Regions from separate parts of the Zea mays genome. Here region 1 is linked to region 2. A link is a contact called in public Hi-C data. All regions are on one chromosome and are shown on one strand. The core of a region is the stretch at or near the end of the contact, and the rest is flanking DNA. Distances in the headings are between cores, read along the strand shown.

Region 1 (4,039 bases), core at 1,292-3,791, 280 kb after region 2:
GCTGTTGACACACAGCTCCAGGCACGGGATGAGTTACTAGCTGATGTACCGGAAAGGCTCATTCAGGCACAGGTGACTATGAAGGGCTATCAGCGAAGACCCCTTGAGTTTGCTGTCGGAGACTGGTTATGGTTACGTCTGCAGCAGCACACAGCAGTTGGGGTCATCACAGCAGCTCCATCCAAACTCGGACCCAAGTATTTTGGGCCCTATCAGATTCTACAGCGCATTGGCACCGTCTCATACAAACTTCAGCTTCCACCACGTGCTAGAATTCACGACGTTTTCCATGTCTCTTTGCTTAAAAAGTATGAAGGTGCAACCCCCTCAAAGGTTGTTCCAATGCCCGAGCTGCTAAATGGTCGTGTCATCCCTACACCAGAGACAGTCCTGCGTGCTAGGTTAAACAGGAGAGTTTGGGAAGTCCTTGTCAAATGGACTGGACATTCACAGGAAGATGGTTCATGGGAGCAAGTTGAGGACTTCAAGCAGTGATACCCATCGACAGAGCTCGTGGACGAGCTCTCTGTCGGCGAGGGGGGAAATGTTATGGACGCGTTCCTAGGGCGTCAGTATATGCGCCGGCGTCCCTAGTTATTTAGGATATTATCCCAAATAACAGGGAAGGGCTTATCCTTCTCCCTGCAGGGCTTATCCCTTTAGATTGCATATTAGTTAGATGAAAATATCCAGCTCCTCTGATCTATAAAGAGGGTGGTAGGATGTACTAGGGGAATTATCAAAGAAGTCATACCTGCTGGGTGGCTCCTCTGGTCATCGTGGCTGACTCCTAGTCCAACTCCAGTGACCCTGGGAACCCTCCCAGCCGACCCCCATACCCACTGCGTTCCATTCCTCTATCACATCTACTCCTCCACGCCCCTCTGAGGTCCCCAAAGCGGCCACGCCATATCAATATCATAGAAGCCCAATTTTAAAAGATATTGAAGATATATAAATGATGAACTCTAACAAAATTGCAGCATTACATACATTCAGTAATTCCAGATTGAACACACAAAACAAACCAGATGATCAATAATTAAGTTACCAACCAGACAACCAACTTCTTCCTCTGATCACAAATATAGGTCATTTAGAACAGAGGGAGAGGGGCACAGTCTTCAATGTAATGCTTTGACATGCAATTTTTGTTAAAATATACTATTTTAAACATGGAAGATTATGCATTATGAATGTATTTTCCATAATGAAAATAGTAACATCAACCATGTGTTGTAAATCTATGCTAGTTTTCAGTTTCGTATACTAATGGTCCAAGTTAAGAAAGTCTTACAACAAAAAAACAGCAACAAAGCCTTTTGTCCCAAGCAAGTTGGGGTAGGCTAGAGTTAAAACCCAATAGAACACACAAGTAAGAAAGTCTTACTGCATAGTCTCCTAAAACAACCTACATTCGGAATCAAAGATAGTATTCCATACATCAAATCATTTATCAACAGAAATCTAGGCACCAACTAGCTTCTGTACCGCTGGTCCTGTTCAATGTGATTCAGGAAAAGTCTATCCGGAATTCAGCAATAGAATCGATTGAAGAAAACCAATCAACTGATATGCTAAAACTTTACCACTTTGTCCCGCAAGGGCAGGTGCAGCTCATGGCTCTTAACAGACATTATGAGCAGTTAACAAAATCTCTTATCATGGAGTGTGGGCAGTTGCATGATGAATCGGGGCTCTGGCAGGCGTTGGGACCAAGGGCTGGCCTTCTATCCAGACTGCACTGTCGAACGGCTACCCGAGCCAAAAATAAATAACTGAAATATGTTATACATGCTTTGGACAGGTAAATGCTTAAACAAGCTCCTAAATTGAAGCATCTGTCAAATGGTTAGTTCCATTGTAGGCTGGAACTATTGCAGACAAGCTTAAGGACGTGACGCTTGCCCTGTCTCTCTCTTTAAGAGCCCACATAAACATCTTTGCACTGTACTGTACACACCCTGAGTCCCTGCTTATTGGCTTACTGTAGTTCTCAAGTATTATAGTGCGCATTAACATACTTCCGTTCTACTGCAACCTCAGACAGCTCGAGAGGAATTAAACCAAACCAATTTCTCAACAACAAGTAAGAAAGGTGATGACAAACAGAGGCGGGCTTACTTATCGCAGATCTCCTTGGGCGTGCACTTCTCCTCCATGGCCTTCGTCTCGGTGGCGGTGCCATACTCGTCAGTCCCGCATATGTAGATAGCGTTGTAACCCCGGAGCCGGCAGTATCGCGCGAACACGTCGGCGCTGAGCACACCTGCGCACAAGACCGTCGAAATGAATCCCCATCACACGGGAAACAGGAAAGGGACAGAAACGGATGAGAAAAAAAAATCGGGGGCAGGCGGATGCTCACAGCCGATGATGTTCCCGAGGTGGGGGACATTATTGACATAGGGAAGTGCGCTGGTGATAAGTATGTTGCGCCGGCCGGGAATCGGCAGCTTAGGCGGCGGCGGGGACGACGCCATCGGGAAAGAAGAGTTTAGGGCTAAGCTAACAGGATGGCTAGTTGTGCGAGACTGCGAGTGGGTCAGTCAGACAGTCACTCGGTCTCCTCTGAAGCCTAACCCGGTCTCCCGCTGAACACGGGTCCCACCTGTCAGAACTCAGAAATAGCTCGAATCGTAAAGCATCCTCTGGTGCTATGCTCAGCTCTGCCGCGCTTGTCGTCTGCCCGACTACCGTCGGCTCTCTCCGCCGCCGTTGACACCTGGCGAAATAGATGAGTCCCCTGTCTCCGTCAATCCCACGGATGAGAAAAGTTAGGGGATAAGATGCAGCTGATTAGGGATTTCTTCGTTTGTGGGTAAGTTCTAGGTTGGTAGTTTGCATGTTTTGATCAACTAGTCTCGACCCAGTCCTTGGATTGCATGTTTGCCAGCCAGTGGATTTTGAGCATTTCAGGACGGAGAAGATCATATCAACGCTGAATATCTTGCTTTGCTGGTTAGTAATCTCTGTGTGTGCAGTGCAATTAATCCTGCTGTGCCGTATCCTTCTGGTTTGAAGAATTTTGGTTTGTGGTTGCATTGCATCGAACCGAGCAAGTTTCTATAACTGAAACCTGAAGGATTCCAGACTCAACTTTTTGCGCGGCAATTGTGCTCGAATTTGCCAGTATGCCATCAGATAGTTTTGTGTTGCTTTTTGACTTTTTTTCAGATGAACTTTAACCTGGAATTAAAATGGTTTGGTACAGAAAACTCAAGCTTTTGATGCAGGCGTCCACAGCAAGATAATGTTCCCTTCGCTTCGTTCAGTCTCCGGTACCTTCAAAAGCTGCTTAATGAACTTCACTTTATTCTTCGGTGTTGAAAAAAAACTGTCAAAGATAACAACGAAGCCTTTTATGAAACTGAAACAGCTAGAAAAGATCAGGTTTCAGTTTTTATTATTATGGAAAATGGTCATCTAAGAGAAGTGCAGAAGAAGAGTGAGCTTCAATCCTCTGAACAAAATGGTCGCGGCCTTTAGAAACGAGCACACTCTACTGATCAACTAACGTAACCTAGTGGTAGAGTGCAAGTTTTAGTGGTTAGCCTTCTACGTATTCTAGATTTGCTTTTCTGCTGCTGTGTGTGGGCACGTTCTGTTGCTTCCTGAAAAAAAACAGTGGGAGTTCCAAACAAAATGATCCCGGATGATAATGCATAAAAAGGATTACTGAGAACCACACCGTTGTAGCTTAACCTACAATCTAATACCCATTGTCAAGTAGCATTACTTCATAATCATGGGGCACTCAGGAGATAAAGTCCATTGCACATCGGATTGAGAAGGGAAAGGTACAGGCAATTAACACGCCGGTACATCATGTTGTTTGGTTCGTGTCACATTACTAAAAGCTGAGTACATGTGTCCCTGATTCATAGCAAGGACACAACGAGCACTCTGCAGCTTGACCTACAAATTAACGCTCGTGTGGGCTATCACCGCAATAACATTATCGCACATAGGGAATGAAAGGGAAATGCACCGAGACACTCTACATCGTGAGGGGTTAGGTCCGCGTCCAAAAATTCAG
Region 2 (4,334 bases), core at 1,415-3,914:
ATCCCTCTAATGCAATGATCAGCAGTTCTATGTGCATTCGAGAAGAAGAAAAAATCCCAGGCCTCTCGTTATGAGACACTGAATTCTTCAACTGCATTTGGTTTAAAATGCTAGACAACAAGCATCGTTCATCACATTGCTTGCCTATGTAAGAGTTTTAACTCCTATATAAACAAGGCTGCAGCCATGGTAAGGGAACAGGCAGGTCAACAGCATTTGAAAGCCACAAATACACGTGAGGGTAGTAATATGCATGCCATATTGCCATGAACTCTCTCACATATTCTATTCCATTACAATATGCAACTGTACCATAACATAGAACAATCAAATTGGTATGAGGATGGTAAGAAATTGCTGCCCTCTAAATAGAATTGCCCACCTTTGAAACATGGAATTTCAATTGTTTGCCAACCCAGCTAATTCTTTAACAAACCTTGTCAATCATATAATGCCAATGGCAACACATATTTGACATCTGGTGATACCAACTGGATCTTAAAACCTCTATCTATGAAATCTGACAAGATACTGATGTAGTAATGGACTATCTAGAAGAATGCCCAAAAACTATGCATAATACAAGATGTTCGGAGCCTTGACATTTTGTAACTCCACCAAATTTGGCTCAAGCCCCAGATTGACATCTTCAAATCAAATTTCACACAGTAACAATTGAGATTATCAAACACTTCTCACAAATATATTCATGCATGCCAGAATTAGTTGTACTATTCATTAATTTGTGCTAAAAAAAGTCCATCACCATCGCATATTAAAGTTCAAAGCATATGTGGGTTCCTAAGGCAACACATATATGCCAAATAAAAAATCAATTATATGTCGTGATTAAGAAGCTTATAGCTGTAGCTTGCAAGTGCTCATTTACAAAAAAAACATAAAGAAGAAGAAGAAGAAACAGAGTTTGTCAATGGTGCTACAAATAATTCAAATATTGAGTAACTTTACAAATCTGAGAAACTTAATAGAAAGAAATTAAATATCTGCTTCATATGTTTGGCCATCCTGTTTATCTTCTGTAGCAAGCTTGAATCCAAACAAATTTTCCGATACAAAACCAGCAAGCATGGTTGAGGCTCAAGAAGGTCAAACCAAAACAAAACAACATGAACCAAACAACAAAAGGCAGACAACAGATACTTAAAGTCACACGACACGACAAAATCAAAGGCAGAAGATGAGGCAGCAGGACTTCATGGAAGAATCGGACGAAGATCAAACCATGCCACCTATAAAGAACTGAAGTATCCAAGTAAAGATCAGCAAATACCTTGTAACGTCCAGTCCGGGAATTCGCCATGGCTTAAAAACAAAACTGAACACCAAATGATCTAGGTATGAAGCATGTATCCTTTTTAGGGCGGCTGAGGATGCCCGAGGTGGCAAGAGAAAGAGTGGAGACCAGTATGCAATAACCACCTAGCAGCTAGCCCTATGAACTAATCTCGTGGGGCATAATGCGTTTTGTCCATGACAGGCAGGGAAGTCAAACAAGCTTGGGGCACGTCGCAACCATGTTAGGTTGCTAGGATGACAGGACGTGTTAGAAATATCAACGGGAGGTATTGTACCACATAAGCACTTGTCCAAGTCAAGGAGGACAAGTTAGACGAGGTCACAATAATGGCGTGTGCTAGTTTCTGATAAGAAAACAAGTACAGCGTACCTCAGGAATCTTCCTTCGCAGCTATGCAAATTGGACAGATCCCTCTCAACTACCACAACGTGACAGAGCTCCAGAGCCTCAAGACGAACGAACAAGTCGGTGCTCCCTGAACTCGGTGCTAGAGAGCCGGCGCAGCCAACCAATCAGTCACATGAAGCGTTGCTGAGTCTGTTTTTTTTATAAAAAAATAGCAAAGAAAAATAATGGAATTAGTTAGTCACCTCGCCGGAGCACGCGTCCTATGCTAGCGTAAGAAGTCATTGCACGAACTAAACGCCGCCATGGACAGAAGAAAAGAAAACGTCAATTGTTAGCAGTGAGGGCATCCCATCAGGACCAATGACAGCCGCTTCGCATAGTAGTAGTTCCGTGCGCAGCCTGAACATGGCAGGAGATTTATTGATTAGCACCACATGTACCCACGGAGACGTCGCAAGAAACCTCCCAAATGATGGCCATCAACGGCGTCGCCTCAGGTTAGGCTTAGGGTTCTTCTGGTACCTGCACTGAACTAGCAACGGGTCGAAAAGCCCAGAGGAAGCAGATGATAAAAACTCTCACCTTTCAGACACTTCCTCCAGCCCTGGTGAATTCGGTGCTGTGGGGGACGCCAAACGATGGGCGCGGCGATTTATCGCGGGGTTTCCCGTTGGACGGAATTGTTCTCTGCGCGGTGGTCGCCGGAGGTGGGGAGCCGGATCTGGATACTTGCGAACACGCGGCCGTGGACGGGTAATAACTGCGCGCGCGCGCGAAGGGGAGCCTAGCACTAGCAGTGAGGGCGTGCGATTTGAGAACCAGCAATAGGTAAACGAGGAGGCCACGGCAGATCTTTTGCAGGCGGGGACGATGATTGAATTTACTAATGCGACTTTCTGCTTCTGATGGTCTGACCCGCGAGCCGCGCAGAGGAGATCTCGAGGCGCATTCCGCCTCGCGGGCTCCCTCGCCCTTGCGTGGCACGCTCGCGGTCACGCGTGAACCTTCCGATTTGTCATGTTCTTCCCGCCCCTGATCTAATAAGTGACAAGCGAACAAGGATGGAAACGGGGTGCCGCGCCCGCCATATCCGTCGTCGCCGGCGAGGCGGCGACACTGCACGGTTGACTGGTCGGCGGTCCATAAGGGGATTGGGCTGGGTCGATAGTTATTGGGCTGCTGGGCTGATATTTTACGATTTAGGCCCAGTTTATTTGATTTTCTAAGTAGCTTTTGGACCTCCAAAGCTGGAAGTAGACACTACCAAATCTCTACTAATTATTAAGAAGGCACCGTAGACTGCCCCCGCCCGTGTGTCTGCGCCCACCCGCGCGAAACGCTCGCCCGGCCTCCTGTCCGCCGCCGCGAATCCCGCACGCCCACCACCGCGAAACCCGCACCTACCGCCCCCATGCCGCATATCCGCCCCACGCCCGGGAACCCCATGACCACCGCATATCCGCCCCATGTCGCGGAACGCCCGCCTCCCTACGCCGCTAAACAACCACCGAGAAACCCCCGCTCGCCGTCCCTACGCACGCCGCGAAACGCCCACCACCCGATTCACCCACCTCTCCGTCCACGGTCGCCTCCTCCACGCCGACGAGAAGGCTCGCCCACCTCTCCGTCCATGGGCGCCTACGATGCGCGCCTCTGCTCGCTCCTAGCCGCGCCATGGTTGTCGCCGTCCTCCACCTCTCCCTCCACGGCTGCCTCCTCTGCTCTATCGATTAGGCTCGCCCAACTCTCCGTCCACGGCAGCCTCCGCCGCGCACCTCCTCCATGCTGTCGAGAAGGCGGAGGATGCGATGTCGAACCGCCATCAGGTCCATGTTCTTGCGTGGCCTCACCGGACGCCCAGGTGCTCCTCCGTGGCGTCAAGAAGGTGTAGGACGCAACGACGAACCGAACCAAACCCACGCAGGACCTTGGGAAGCTGGAGACTGACGAGCAAAAGGAGGTCACCTACTACGATGCAGATCCAGTCATGTGTGGTCTCCTTTCATGAGCTGCTCTTCGGGCCCCTGATGGTGGCGGGCTCGAGGAGGGGAACCTCTTCGCTGAGGAGCGCCTGCGGCGAGAGCGCAGCTTCGGGGTCACCCGCTATGATGTCGAGGCCACCCCAGTGGTCGGCTACTTCCCCTTTGGGTACGACTGTATCCTTTACTGGGTCCGCCCTTATTCTGTACAACGCATCCCTTCCCTTCGTGAGGCACAGCCAGATCAGACTATTTTATGAGTTCATTAGCCACCCTACATGAAGTTTTTAGAATACACCCCCTTCGACAGGTAAACGTGGTGTTTTCTTTTGTCGGTGATGTGCTTTTGGTTGCATGAGATCAATTCGTTTTCCCCAATCTACTTATTTTTTGTTGTTTTGTTGATGTTTCCAGCATAAATTTGTTCCTCGAGCAGCTCAACCCTGGTGATTGTACAATCAAAGGGAACCTCGATGCCTTCTCATGTAAGAAACTAGGAACATGCCCATTGCGTCTTTTGTTGAGCATGAGCTACATGCTTTCAATAAGCTGGTATATTAATTTGCAGGGAAGCACACTATGACGACCTTCGGCTTTCAACAAACCTAAAACGTGAGGTGCATGCTTTTCCTCTTTTCCTGGATCCATGGATTATATTGTCACTTAGATCAATTTTCTTCCAACAAGGT

Evidence for each region. A called contact is a pair of places that touch in the nucleus more often than the background predicts.
Region 1: a Hi-C map of leaf shows a contact between it and region 2, with 5 times the contacts expected there. The contact joins the promoter of LOC103632740 here to the promoter of LOC100273068 in region 2. A contact is called at or near these places in 4 of 25 Hi-C or Micro-C datasets (bundle sheath, ear and leaf).

Annotation. Positions count from the first base shown.
Region 1 is chr1:26,661,283-26,665,321 of Zm-B73-REFERENCE-NAM-5.0, forward strand. LOC103632740 (probable methionine--tRNA ligase) reads right to left here and starts at 2,542. Exons shown (of 17, transcript NM_001351673.1): 1 at 2,369-2,542; 2 at 2,125-2,269. The coding sequence starts at 2,483.
Region 2 is chr1:26,376,651-26,380,984 of Zm-B73-REFERENCE-NAM-5.0, forward strand. LOC100273068 reads right to left here and starts at 2,665. Exons shown (of 3, transcript NM_001147517.1): 1 at 2,249-2,665; 2 at 1,688-1,855.